Linked DNA regions of Mus musculus: all the other regions are linked to region 1. A link is a contact called in public promoter capture Hi-C data. All regions are on one chromosome and are shown on one strand. The core of a region is the stretch at or near the end of the contact, and the rest is flanking DNA. Distances in the headings are between cores, read along the strand shown.

Region 1 (4,012 bases), core at 127-2,626:
CCTCTGCCTCTGCCTCCCAAGTGCTGGGACTAAAGTCGTGTGCCACCACGCCCAGCCTTTTTTTTTTTTTTTTTCTTTTAACAAGATGCTTTTCTGGGGGAGTAGGTGTGCATTCTTCCTCGGGAGTCAACAATCATGCCTTTAGAAGAGGGTCTTTCTTTGGCAAAGAGCATCGCCAGCAGGCTAGGTTGGCTGACCAGATTACACGCACATGTCACCACACCCTTTTTATTTTTAACCTGAAACTATTATTTCATTTATTTATGGGTGGGGCACACATGCTACAGTGTGTGTGTGTGTGTGGGGGGGGGGTCAGAGGACAATTTTTAGGAGTCAGTTTCCTTCCACAAATTCATATTTCAGGTCCTTATGCTTGTGTGGTAATCAATTAAATGACTGACTGACCCCCCCCCCCAACCCTAACCCCCTCCCTGCCCAAAGACTACACCTTTCTGATGGGAAACAAAGAAAAAGAAAAAATGTAGCGGGACAATGGTGGCGCATGCCTTTAATCCCAGCACTTGGGAGACAGAGGCAGGCGGATTTCTGAGTTTGAGGTCAGCCTGGTCTACAGAGTGAGTTCCAGGACAGCCAGGGCTACACAGAGAAACCCTGTCTCGAAAAACCAAAGAGAAACAAAAAGATGCTTTCATTTTCTGACCGGGTGCAGAAAAGGACAGAAAAATAATTCTTGTAGGTAGAAAGGCTGGCTTGATACCTGATCTGATGGGCCAGTTGGTAAGGGGTTGTGTTCCATGCAACAGCATCTACCTTCTGGCCTTCAGGAAGTGATATCTTAATAGCCCGGGCTTTCTTCTGTGTCATACTTGCTAACTTTTTCACGTGAGCGGTCCATAGCTCCTCAAAAAGGCCAAATCGTTCTGCCAACCAATGTGGAGGAGTTGGTGCAGAGGCCTGGAGGAAAAGGCACGTTAGGAGGTATCGCGGGCTTATTTCCACTACTCCGGAATGGGGTCGTAGGGGTTATGGGTGTTTAAGAAGCATTGGTTTTAAGGTGGAAACTGGGTGACACTAGGTCTTAATTTGGGGATTCAAAGGAACCGCACATTTCCGAGTGGGGCAGCAGGGTCCAGGAGGGGCTGGACAGCCTGCCCCCTTGGACTCCGCTGGGCTAAATGGTTGGGAGCTTGGCGTACCTCACGCACGGTGTGGAGCTCGCAGCGGCGGAACTCTGGGAGTGGGAACCCAAGCCGGCGCCACCTCAGACAGAGACCCATGCTGTCTCAAATCGGTACCTCCATGCTCCGATCACCGCTTCTTCCTCACCAGGCTCCTCATTGGCTTCTAAGTCAGTAATATCCTTTCCTATTGGATAACATAGCCGCCATTCCGGCCGGGCACCACCCCCAGGAACTCCGCTGAGGTAGAACCCACACAGCAGCAGCCGCTCTGGGAAAGGTTCCGGTTGACCGGAAAGTGGAAGCTGTTGCACACACCTGCAGTCTGGGTTCCCAAAGTGACAAGAAGGCATCCAACTTTGAGGACAGGGCATACCTCCTGGGGCAAGAATGAGAGAAAAACAGGAAGTGGAAGTTAGTCATTTTCCTTTAATTATAAAATTTATTAAACATTCTTAAAGCTGACAAGAAACAAGTACAGACACTGGAACTAAACATTTAGTGTAAATCCTGGATCTGGCATTAAGTAGTTTTTTTTTTTTTAAGTAAACTTTCTGTAATCTCGATTTTTTAATCTATAAAACAAGAATAAAAATATATGTTCCATTCTGAAGGTACATTTTGTGTAAATTGCTCATCTCGGTGCTTGGTATATGATAATTAGCACCAGCAGCAAGACACTGGTTTTGTTGTTGTTTTTGTTCTCTTTTTCCCCTAGGCTGTCCTGGAACTCACTCTGTAGACCAGGCTGGCCTAGCACTCAGAAATCCACCAGCCTCTGCCTCCCGAGTGCTGGGATAAAAGGCGTGCACGCCCACTGCCCGGCTTGCAAGACACTGTTATTACCACTGAATGTAACAACTCTAAGACTATCTTGGTGGTCATTCCTTTGCAGTCGTGGTGGAGGGACTTTAGAGACCTCTTAATGTCACAGATGTGGAATTTAATCAATCAATCATTATTGCGTGTGTGTGAAGAATCTTTGAAGGCGTGGGCGGCACAGTTTTGTAGGTCACATGCTACCTTTCTGTGGCCACTTCTGTCCTTTCACTTTACATGGGTCTTAGGGGTCAAAGTCACGTTGCCAGGCTTGGGCAGTAAGTACCTGTTATCTGCTGAGCCATCTTACAGGTCTCAGATGTGGAATTCAAAGATTACAGAAGGTAGTTTAAGGTAAAAAACATGCGTGCCGATGAATCTGCAGTGTGCACTCTTCCAGCATACCTTGTTCTTTCCATAGTTTATTTCCAATAGACTCCCTGACCATCTTAGAGACATCCAACATCTTGTTCTCTGTTCCTTACATAAGCCTTTGGTCTCTCATCAGCACCCCACCTTCATCTTTCTTTATTCTTTCTTTGATCTCTCTCCATTAAATCTCAGATGCAGGGCTAGACATATTAGCTTTACACAGTAAAAACAGAAACACGGTCAGATGTGTGGAGAAGCATAAAGGGAAATGAACTTATTAGCACCCTTATTAACTCAAGTAGTCCCTCACCTGGGGGTGGGGACACTTAGTCCATTCCCAGATTGCAGTGGTGATGGGATCATGGGGTCTTGTGGAAGAGTTGTCAGAACAAGCTGCTTAACCTAGGCTTCCAAAGCCCAATGTTCGTTCTGCCTGAGGAGGGCAGCTGACTTGAGTCATAGGCCACTCTGGGGCTCCATCTTCTGATATGTTAGACATCCTGAAATACAAAGAAAGAGACAAGGCTGTGGGGAGGAAGATAGTGTGTGTGTGTTCTTGTGGTCAGAGTGCAACATTCACAAAAAATGGCAATGGCAGACCTAGATTTTTTTGTGGCACTATAACAGAGGCAGGGTAGCGTCATACTGCAGACAACAATCTAGGAGGTGCTCAATAAATATATGTTAAATATGTACTGATCATGTAGTGACTGTAAATTTCAAAAGGTAGAGATTTTTGTCACTACTTTTTAAATTATTCTACAGTGTCCTTTTGTTAGGATCACAGGGAGATACCACCCGGGAATGACAGCTTCTTACACGCATCCTTTAACATTTACTATGTGCAATGCACTGGGCTAATGCTGACCAGCTACCAACATCACGCAACCTGCAGTGGAAGGAATGTTGTGTTATTCCCTCACCCACTGTAGCAAGCCAGGTATCTAAGGCCAATACATACTTGTTCTCCTTGAACATGCCTTGGCTTCAGGAGATATTAAGCTTTTAGTCTACCTGGAAAACACCTCTGCAACTTTCTTGCTCACCCCACTCTTGCCTGCCAGGATCCCGAGATGTGGCACTATTTCACAATTCCATCTTATTCCAAGAACAACTCTGTCAGTAGTGTTCTTATGTTCCCTTTAAACCCTGGAAAATTATCTCAAGGCCAAGTCCTAGTCTGTCCAAGCCACAGCCTGGGTTGCTCAGAGTCACATCACTTCTCTAAGGCCAGACTCATAATGGGTCATGCTTGCTAACATGCATTTCTTTCCTTTTCCTTCCTGAAGCACATGGCCCAGACACTTGTGCCCACAGGACTTTTAGAGTGAAGTACTTTCAAGAAAAAAATCAAGAAATGTGGTGTTTCCTAACTTGTTCCTACAGACTAGCTACAGACACTGAGTAAATGAGGTCCACAGGAGGAGAAGGAAGTCTGCAATAAAGGGCGCCCCAAATCCTTAATTAAAATAAAGCAACTTCTCAGGTTTCTTCTACTTTTAGACCAGGCATCCTCACTTGGTCAAAGTTTTGGTTAAGATATTAATTTTAGGGGCCAGGCGTGGTGGCACATGCCTTTAATCCCAGCACCTGGGAGGCAGAGGCAGGCAGATTTCTGAGTTCGAGGCCAGACTGGTCTACACAGAGAAACCCTGTCTCAAAAAACCAAAAAAAAAAAAAAA
Region 2 (4,186 bases), core at 618-3,117, 150 kb after region 1:
AAGACAGGATGAAAGTGTAGCATTGTGTGTAGAGAGGAGAGTTGCCAGCCGGGTCACATGCCAGGATCTCATGCAGTTCTATCTCTGGCCAAAACGCTAGGGGTCTGAGAGTCACCCCCCCCCCCCCCCCACGGCTAACCTGCTTCAAGGAGAAAAGGAAGTCTTCTTGGAGATTGGCTTGTTCTATTTAACTCTAGAAACTGGGGGGAAATACCCTGTTCCTTTTCCTCTTCATTAGTCTTTTAATTATTTTGTTTGAGACATGATTTTACTCTGTAGTCCATACTGGCCCTGTATTCACAGTGTGCTTCAGGCTGACCTCAAACTTGTGGCAGTCCTGTCTCAGCCTCCTGAGAGCTGGGATTGCAAGCGTGTGGTCCAATGCCCATCTTGCTTGTTATTCCTTTAACTGCTCACACCGCTCCATTCCTCAGCGGGGGCAACTCTGCGAGTAGCTCCCCCCCACCCCTCCTTCACTATCTCTTTAGGATACTCCAACAACTAGAGTTCTCTGGCTGTTGTGAAGGTGCCCTGCCCTTCCTGTGAAATGCTCTGAGCTGATTCTAATGCCTCTTTTTTCCTCTTTCCAAATTGTTTCTTCTCAGAAGAGATTTGTGACTCCTCATTTTCTTTTGGATCCCTTGGTCCCATCTTCCTCTCGCTTTCTAGATAATCCCCCCCCCCACCTCGTCCTTCCAATAAACTTTAATCCCTCACCTACTATGTGCTGGATACAGAATGGGGCCTGAGAAGCACAAAAACAGGGTGTAGAAACCAGGCATGGGGAGGCAGAGCCAAGCAGGTCTAACCTCAGCTACAGAGTGAGTTTGAGATAGGTCTGGCCACGTGAAACCTTGTCTCAAAAAAAAAAGTAAATAAAAATAAGCAATAACAACAAAAAAAGTTGTGGGAATCCTTCAGGCGTTCCAGAAACAACTTAGCTTGTTTTCTCCAACGTCTCCCCACCTCTCTCCTAATCCTGAAAGCCCTTTGTACACTATAAAGAGCTGAGCAAACGTTTAGTCGTGTTCCTTTCAGGGAAATGGACCAGCTGCCCCTGCCCCTTGGCAGGTAATGGAGTTATCCTTTGATCAGCAGAGGGTCGGGGTCTGAGTCGGGCAGGACTGCAGCACGTGTCCCTTCTCACCCCTGCTCTCCCTAACCAGCAGAGTGCGTAAACAAAGACGGGCAGGAGGGCTGCCCGGGACTAGGGCAGTGGGGAAAGAGTGGACTGGAGAACTGTAGCTGGCCGAGTGTCCTACACTCCTGAGCATTCACACACTGGCCTCTGGCTAGCTCTCCCTGTCGCAGAGATAGCAGTAATCGCTGGGTTAGAGAGGAAAAGGAAAAGAATGGAAGGATCTCCTCCATAGTCTTTCTCCCACCCCATGCCTCCCCCCCCTACCCCCCAGCCCCTAGGCTTCCCTTTCTGAAACCTCTCCTCCCCCACATAAGTACACATGGCTACGGGTGGACATTAGCACAGACCCAGTTGTACCTACCCCCATCTGCAGCCAGGATCCAAGTCACCTTTAACAGGAGAGCGAAGAACAACATATTATCCCCACAATGGGGTACAAGGGACCAGGAATTTGGGGTTTAGAAGAGAGAGGTGGAGAGGGAGGGAGAGAGAGGAGTTTCTGGCGTTCTATCTCTTTTCTTCTTGTCTCTGTCTCTGCAGACTTCCAGGGACTTGATTTTCCACAGGTTAACACGAACTTCTGGATCCCAGGATAAATTTCTTCCTCTCTCACTTTCTCTCTCTTCCTCTCTCTGCCCTCTCCGTATGTCCCTTCGTAATCTCCACACCACTTACTGGCCAGCAACTTCACAGTTGCCTCCCGCTTTTAAGGTGGCTCGAAACCGGTGTACGTGAGGAGGGGGGTGGTGCCTGGGCTGCAGCCGAGCAGCTCCTTAAATAGCGGATTAGGCATGCAGGATGGCCCAGCAGAGCCCAGCGCCCTGGCCTTGGCTCAGGACCCTGGAGTGAGCTCTTCCTTTGCTATTTACACTGCCGCTCGTACGGGTGTCCCCTGGAACTCTCGGTCAGGGAAGGGGGGTTTCGCACCTCTCCCTCCCAGGACACCGTGTTCTCATTCCCCTGCCTGAGGAGCACATCCCTGGGTGGTATGGGACTGCTGGTGGGGAACCTGTTTCTGAAACCAAGAGAAGTTGAGCTGGTTGGAACCAGAAAGAATTCAGATTCGGGAGATAGGAGAACAGAAGTTGGAGGCTCAGGGAGCAGGTGGGGAGTGGAAAGTCAAACTTTAAAATCTGGATTGTGGAGAGCAAGAAGTGGGGCGAGGAGAATATTTGTCTTCTGCCTCGTCTTTCTCTGGCGCCTGTCACCACCCCCTTCCCTTGGTGAGGCTTAGGTCCACGTGCCTGTGTAGCCTGGGGTGGGGGTGCGGTTTTGTTTGCCGGATAAAGCCCATTTGTGTGCACAGCGGGGGAGGGGTTGTCGCAGCACCAGGGAGAGACAGCATTCTAACTACCAGATCCAGCCACCTCCCTCCCCAGGGAGCCCAGATCTAGGGCGCCTTTTGTCACTGAAGAGGACACTGACCCCTAGCAGAGAGGCCGGGCAGGAGGAGTGATGGGTGACTGTAGAAACAATTACTGTCACCATGAGAAAAAGGCGGACTCCAAAGAAAGAGAGGGGAGGGGCCATAGAAAGGCCATGTGACCAGGTGGGTGAGGGGTCCAGGGGCTTCCCGCCCACCCAACAAAGGGTCCAGGCAGGTCCTGTGGGATCAAGTGAAACTTGCTGTGGTGGAACTGAGTTTGCTAGTGGAGCATGGAGGCTGCGTGGCGTCTCAGGAATGTGGCTGGTGTGCGCTCCCCCACGGGACTAGAAATCCCGATCGGAATGTACATCCTAAGTCCCTCATTAGTGAGTGTGAAGACCACAGATAATTTCAAGCTAGATGGTGAAATCTCTCCTCCATAACCTCTGTGAGGTCTTTCTGCCCTCCTTACTCCTATCAAGTAGCAATAAATAGCCAAAACAAAGGAGCAGAAGCCAAACAAGGGCACGGGATAAAAGCCAAATGAACAGAATAATGCATGTGCCAGGTCATCACTCCTGCGGAGACAGGAGCTCAGAGTGCTTTTCTGTCCCACGACTGAGCTTCAGAGTAAGGACTTTTTAAAAATATATATATATATTTAAAATACACACACACACACACACACACACACACACACACACACACAACGTTTTATCGCTTTGCGAATACTTCATCCCCTAAAAAAAAGTTTCCGTCTTAAAGTTCTTCCAAAGCCTCATCCAGTCCCATCTAGGAAGAATAAAAGATGTGAATACAAGTTAAGATTTCTTTGGTGTCCGGAAAGTTAAGAGGGGGGTGGGGTGGGGGTGAAAGGAGAATTGACACATATTTCACAAGGTAGGAAAGAGGAGGTTTGGATAGAATAACCCCTATCAGGACAGAGCTCCCCTGCAGCATCTACGACCGACTTTCAGCCTCCCAGGAAGTGCGTCTCGCCTGGCGCCACCTCTTGGCTTCTCTACGAATTTTTAAAACTTGGGATTCCTTCTGGACAGCAGTTGGTGCTGAGAGTTTGGGGACTTTGCCTACACTTTTGAATACTGCTTCAAAAAATAAAAAATAAAAAATAAAAAATACTGCTTCAAAGGAGTCTTAGCCCTGGTGCTGGAGAGATGGCTCAGTGGTTAATAGCTCTCGCTGCTTTTCCAGAGGAATGGGTTCGATTTTCAGCACCCACCTGGCAGCTCTCAACTGTCTGTGACTCTAGTTCCAAGGAACCGGATATTCTCACACAGACATACATGCAGGCAAATCACCAATGCACATAAAATAAAACCATTAAAAAAATAAAATGCGTCCTTAAAAAAAAAGTCTTAGTCCCGAGTCAACACTTAGGCTCCGGAACCAGCAGCCTCTCCGGGAATTCCGATTCCCTCCAAATAAATAAAACTGGTTTCAGAGAGAGGGGGAGGGGAGAGGGAGAGGGGAGAGGGGAGACGGGGAGAGAAAGAACGAACTTGTTTAGATCCTGTGAACACTTCAGTCATTGCTTTCTAGCTGTGTTGATTTGGAGTAGGTGCAAAGGGGCTGCTATGTGAAAAGGGAAAGGAAAAGGAAAGAAAAAAGAAAGGGTGACTGGGTACTATTTCTTCCGAGTAGTTTCTTCTCAAACTCTT
Region 3 (4,252 bases), core at 1,136-3,635, 170 kb after region 1:
CCTGTGCCTGGGTGGGGTAAGGGTTGGTGGAGTGGAGAGTCTGTTGGAAACGCAAAGGTCTCTAGCCTGAGACACTGATAAAGGGAAGATGTGTGCTAATTCTTTCACTTCTGCAAATCATGTGGAATGCCTTTGGATAATTATCCTAGTAATGATATAAACGAATGTGGCAGAATATAACCAGAACTAAGAAAAGAGCTTTAAGCCGAGTGGTGGTGGCAGCTCACGCCTTTAGTCCCGACACTCGGAGGCAGAGGCAGGAGGATTTCTGAGTTCGAGGCCAGCCTGGTCTACAAAGTGAGTTCCAGGACAGCCAGGGATATACAGAGAAACCCTGTCTCGAACCCCCCCCCCCAAAAAAAAAAGTGCTTTAAGATAAAAAATAGCCGGGAGGAGGTGGTATGCATCTTTAATCCTAGAGGCAGAGGCTATTGGATTTTTGTGAGTTCAAGGCCACCCTAGTCTACATGAATGAGTTCCAGGACACTCAGAGCTACACAGAAGAAACTCAGTCTCAAATTACCCAACCACTTCAAACAAAACAAAACAAAACAAACAAGCCCCAAAACCAAACTCGGTGGTAGTGGTGTATCCCTTCCCTCCTTTTAATATTATTTTGAGTGTTTTCTGCGCATGTGTGGCTGTGGCCCACATGCATGCTTCGTCCTGGAGGTTCGGAGATGCTGAACCCCCTGGAACTGAAGTTAAGGATGGTTGTGAAGCACCGCTGGCGTCTTCTGAATGAACAAGTACGCGCAGCATAACTCAACCACTATACCACCTCTCTAGCCCTGTGGCACAAGCCTTTGATCTCAGCACTCAGGAGGCAAAGGGATCTGAGTTCGAGGCCAGCCTGGTCTACAGACTGAGTTCTAGGACAGCCAGGGCTACATGAAGATACCCTGTTTTGTACTTTTCATCTCCCACCAAAAAAAAGATAAAAATAATATTTTGAAGGGAGAAAGGATTTGTTTTAGTTCACAGATCTTGGTATAGTTTATCACAGAAGGAATTGCAACACATGGCAACTAAGAAGCAGAGAAAAAGGAATCTAAAAGAAATAATTACATAGTTTCTGTTGTTATTGTTATTTTGTGACAGAGGCTGGCCTTGGATTTACTTAGTAGATGACTGTGGATCTGCCCCTCTCTCCCTTCTGAGGGCTATGATTAAAGGAATGTTGGATCTTTCAGGAACATTAAACAGAAAAAAAAAGTTTTGGTTTTGTTTTTAATTTACTTATTTTGTTTTTGCATATCCGTGTGTTTTGCCTGCACGTACGCACACACAATGCATCTGTGCCTGTGGCCTGTGGAGTCCGGAGGATGCCTCTGAATTTCCTGGCATTGTAGTTATGGGTGATTATGAGCCACTATATGGGTGCTAGAAATCGAACCAGGGTGGAACCTCTGCTAGAGGTCATTGCCTCTCCATCCCCTCACACTTAAAAGAACATTTTAAGTAGATTCCTGTAGGAAAGGAGAGGCCTTGCTGGACAGTTTCTGATAATTGTGTTTCTTTAGGCCTGTGTTATTTTTCCTCTAAGGTGTCAATTTTGTTTGTTTGTTTTTCTGTCTTTTGGAAACAGTCTCTCCCCACCCCACCCCCCTTTCTGTGTAATCCTGGAACTCGCTCTGTAGACCAGGTTGGCCTCGAATTCAGAGATCTGCCTGACTCTGCCTTCCAGTGCTGGGATTAAAGGCGTGTGCCACCGCGGCTGGCTCTAATATTCCAACTTTTTAGCAGTGACAAATGACCTCAGTATCAACTCCTCCTGGACAGTTTTATTTAAAGGCTTCTGACTCAACGTGCTAAACTCAACTCTGCTTTCAGAGCCGTTCCCCCCTTTATGTTGGAAGTTAAAATACCTTCTTTATCACGCTCTGGTTCTACAAGCAGTTCGGGACGGGGAGGTGTCACCAACACGCTGTTCGCGCTCGCGCCCCTGCTTACACTTTAGCCGCAGAGCAGAAGGCTTGTGCTTTAAGACCACCGAAAGCTCTGGGTGCAGTGTGTTGCATGACCCACTTACAACTTGGGGATGCCAACGACGCCTTTTCCCTTCCTTTTAACCCTGAAGCCAGAAAAACCCCAAACAAACAAAAACAAACCCAACAGACACCCAAACCGTCCTACTACCAAGGGGAAAGCGCGCCAATCACACAAAGAAAAGGAGGGGGGCGACTGGGATTCAAAATCATTTCTCCGGGACGTACATCCTCCCGAACCTATCGGAATTAACTGCGCGCCTAGTCAGAGCCAATAGACACTGAGTTTCTGGTCCAGGTCCCCCCTAAAGACAAATGGACAACCCTCTAGCCCAATGGAGTCGTGTGACGCTAAGGACTCGACCAATCCCGTTGGGAGGTGGGTGGAGTGTAGGCTAGGGGGGGTTGGCGGTGCCGTGTCATGGAGGCTCAGTCTCGCAGCAGCCATTGAAGGGGAAGGAACTGCGGGCGCGCGCGTGTCTCTCTCCCTCACTCTCTCTGTGTGAAAGTGTGTGCGTGCCCGAGTGTGCGCGCGCGGGTGTGTGGACTCGGAGGTGGGGGCAGCCGAGTTAGTCCCAAGTCGTCGGACTCCATTTGCTATTCTTTTCTTTCTCTCCCACACCCGTGTGGTAGTGGGCGTTCGTCTTTGCGTCTCTTTTCATTCATCTCCAGACCTTTAGAGGTTTTTTTAGGGTTGGGGATAGTGGGGAGGGCAGGCGAGGGGAAAGGAGGAGGACATGGAGATGAAGAAGAAGATTAACATGGAGTTGAAGAACAGAGCCCCGGAGGAGGTGAGATGACTCAGCCCCCATAGTCCCCTCCCGCCCTGGATCGTGAGGGGTGGGCTTCGGGGGTCCGGGTGGGTGCGCAGGGCGGGCTGGGAAGCGCGCCCCCACTTGGGGTGGAGGCGGGGTGTTTATTTTAAGTTTTAAATCACCAGGCTCTTGTGCTTAAAATGGCGAAGGGCTTAAGTTTCTAGGGGCATTTTCGTGAGCGCGCGGGGGCTCAGCCCCATGGCGTCCTCGCAGACTGGTGGCCCGGCATCGCGGGCGCGGGCGGCGTGGGCGCGACCCCCGGGTCCTCGCCACCTGCGAAGTTGGTGTAACTTTCCCGCGGCGCCGCCACTCGGCCGGCCGCGGCCCCGGGTGTGGGACTCGCGCCGATCTGTGCCCCACGCTCCCTCCGACCGTGCCCGCTCGCGGGCAGCACGCGCCGCGGCCGGGGCCGCAGCGGAATCCCGGGACCCGACGGCGCGGGCCGCGATCCGCGTGGCGCGCGGACTTTTACGCAAGCTGGAGGCTTGTGCGAGCCTCGCTGCGCTCAGTGCGGTCGTAGGGAAGAGTCCCGAGTCTTGAAGGGGGCCCGGGAGGCGTCGCCCCGACTCCCCGCCGTCGGATTCCCTAGCGGTTTACGCCAGGTCCGCGGGTCTGGAGATTGGCCGCGGCGGGCGGGGACCAGGCTCGCTGATTCGCGGCCGCGGCGTGAAATCGAGGGACAAGGGGTCCGCGCCGCCGTGGTCCCTTGACGCCCGCTCAAAGGCGGGCATCTGCCGGGCCTCCACAGTTATCATGCAGAGCCAACGGTCCCTGAGCCCTGCTGATTTTCGTGGTTCCTTTGCGGGTTTTGGTGACTGGAGGCGAGAGAGAGGTGGTGGAAACATTGTTGCTGTGAGGGTTATCTCTGGGAGCAATGGAAGTTTTCTAGAGCTTCTTAGAAGATTCTAGAAAAACTCAAAAGTTGAAAGCTGTCAGCAGGACGTGGTGAGTGATATCTGTAATTCTGTATATCTGTAAATCTGTACTTCTCATATCAAGAAATTCCCAGCCCTTGGGAGGGAGGCCGAGGTAGGACGCTGGTTGCAAGTGGGACTCTGTCAAACAAGGCAAAGCAAATCAAAACAAGCAGTTTCTCAGAAGTCTTGTGGAGCAAAAATGGGTCGTCCCCTCCGCCCCATCCTTTCACCTTCAATTTGGAGGATTGCTTGACATGCCTTTTTGCAGTCTCTTTCCTTTGGTGTGGTGTGGTAACAGTTAAGTTTATATAGATAGTTTATAAGGCACTCCCATTTATTTACTTTCTCCTTGGGAAAATGTAAGCTGGGTTGTATTGTTCTAGAATCCAAATTAGCAAATAGGAGTAAAGTTGAAGAGCTGGGATTCTGACACTAGGTCTACAAAACTCTTGCTGAGCTCTAAGAAGTCTCTGGTTAAGACCAGAATCCAAAGGCTTAAGAATTGCTTGGCGTGGTAGGCATTTAATTCAAG

Evidence for each region. Promoter capture Hi-C pulls out the DNA fragments that hold promoters and counts their contacts.
Region 2: a promoter capture Hi-C map of neutrophils shows a contact between it and region 1, with 2.1 times the contacts expected there. The contact joins the promoter of Car14 here to the promoter of Tars2 in region 1. A contact is called at or near these places in 7 of 39 promoter capture datasets (cranial neural crest, hippocampal neurons, liver and 3 more), 2 of 484 Hi-C or Micro-C datasets (B cells and the G1E-ER4 cell line), 3 of 115 datasets of contacts at active chromatin or transcription factors (the 230-238 cell line and embryonic stem cells) and 3 of 9 other capture datasets (adipose tissue, liver and pancreatic islet).
Region 3: a promoter capture Hi-C map of liver shows a contact between it and region 1, with 4 times the contacts expected there. The contact joins the promoter of Anp32e here to the promoter of Tars2 in region 1. A contact is called at or near these places in 2 of 39 promoter capture datasets (erythroid cells and liver), 1 of 484 Hi-C or Micro-C datasets (CD4 T cells), 1 of 115 datasets of contacts at active chromatin or transcription factors (extraembryonic endoderm stem cells) and 3 of 9 other capture datasets (adipose tissue, liver and pancreatic islet).

The regions. Positions count from the first base shown.
Region 1 is chr3:95,753,601-95,757,612 of GRCm38.p6, forward strand. Tars2 (threonyl-tRNA synthetase 2, mitochondrial (putative)) reads right to left here and starts at 1,377. Exons shown (of 18, transcript NM_027931.3): 1 at 1,158-1,377; 2 at 719-915. The coding sequence starts at 1,238.
Region 2 is chr3:95,902,818-95,907,003 of GRCm38.p6, forward strand. It overlaps Car14 (carbonic anhydrase 14), which reads right to left and starts at 1,868. Exons shown (of 11, transcript NM_011797.3): 1 at 1,503-1,868. The coding sequence starts at 1,557.
Region 3 is chr3:95,926,872-95,931,123 of GRCm38.p6, forward strand. Anp32e (acidic (leucine-rich) nuclear phosphoprotein 32 family, member E) reads left to right here and starts at 2,386. Exons shown (of 7, transcript NM_023210.4): 1 at 2,386-2,779. The coding sequence starts at 2,726. It overlaps Gm46815 (a long non-coding RNA gene), which reads right to left and starts at 2,154. Exons shown (of 3, transcript XR_001783926.1): 1 at 1,869-2,154.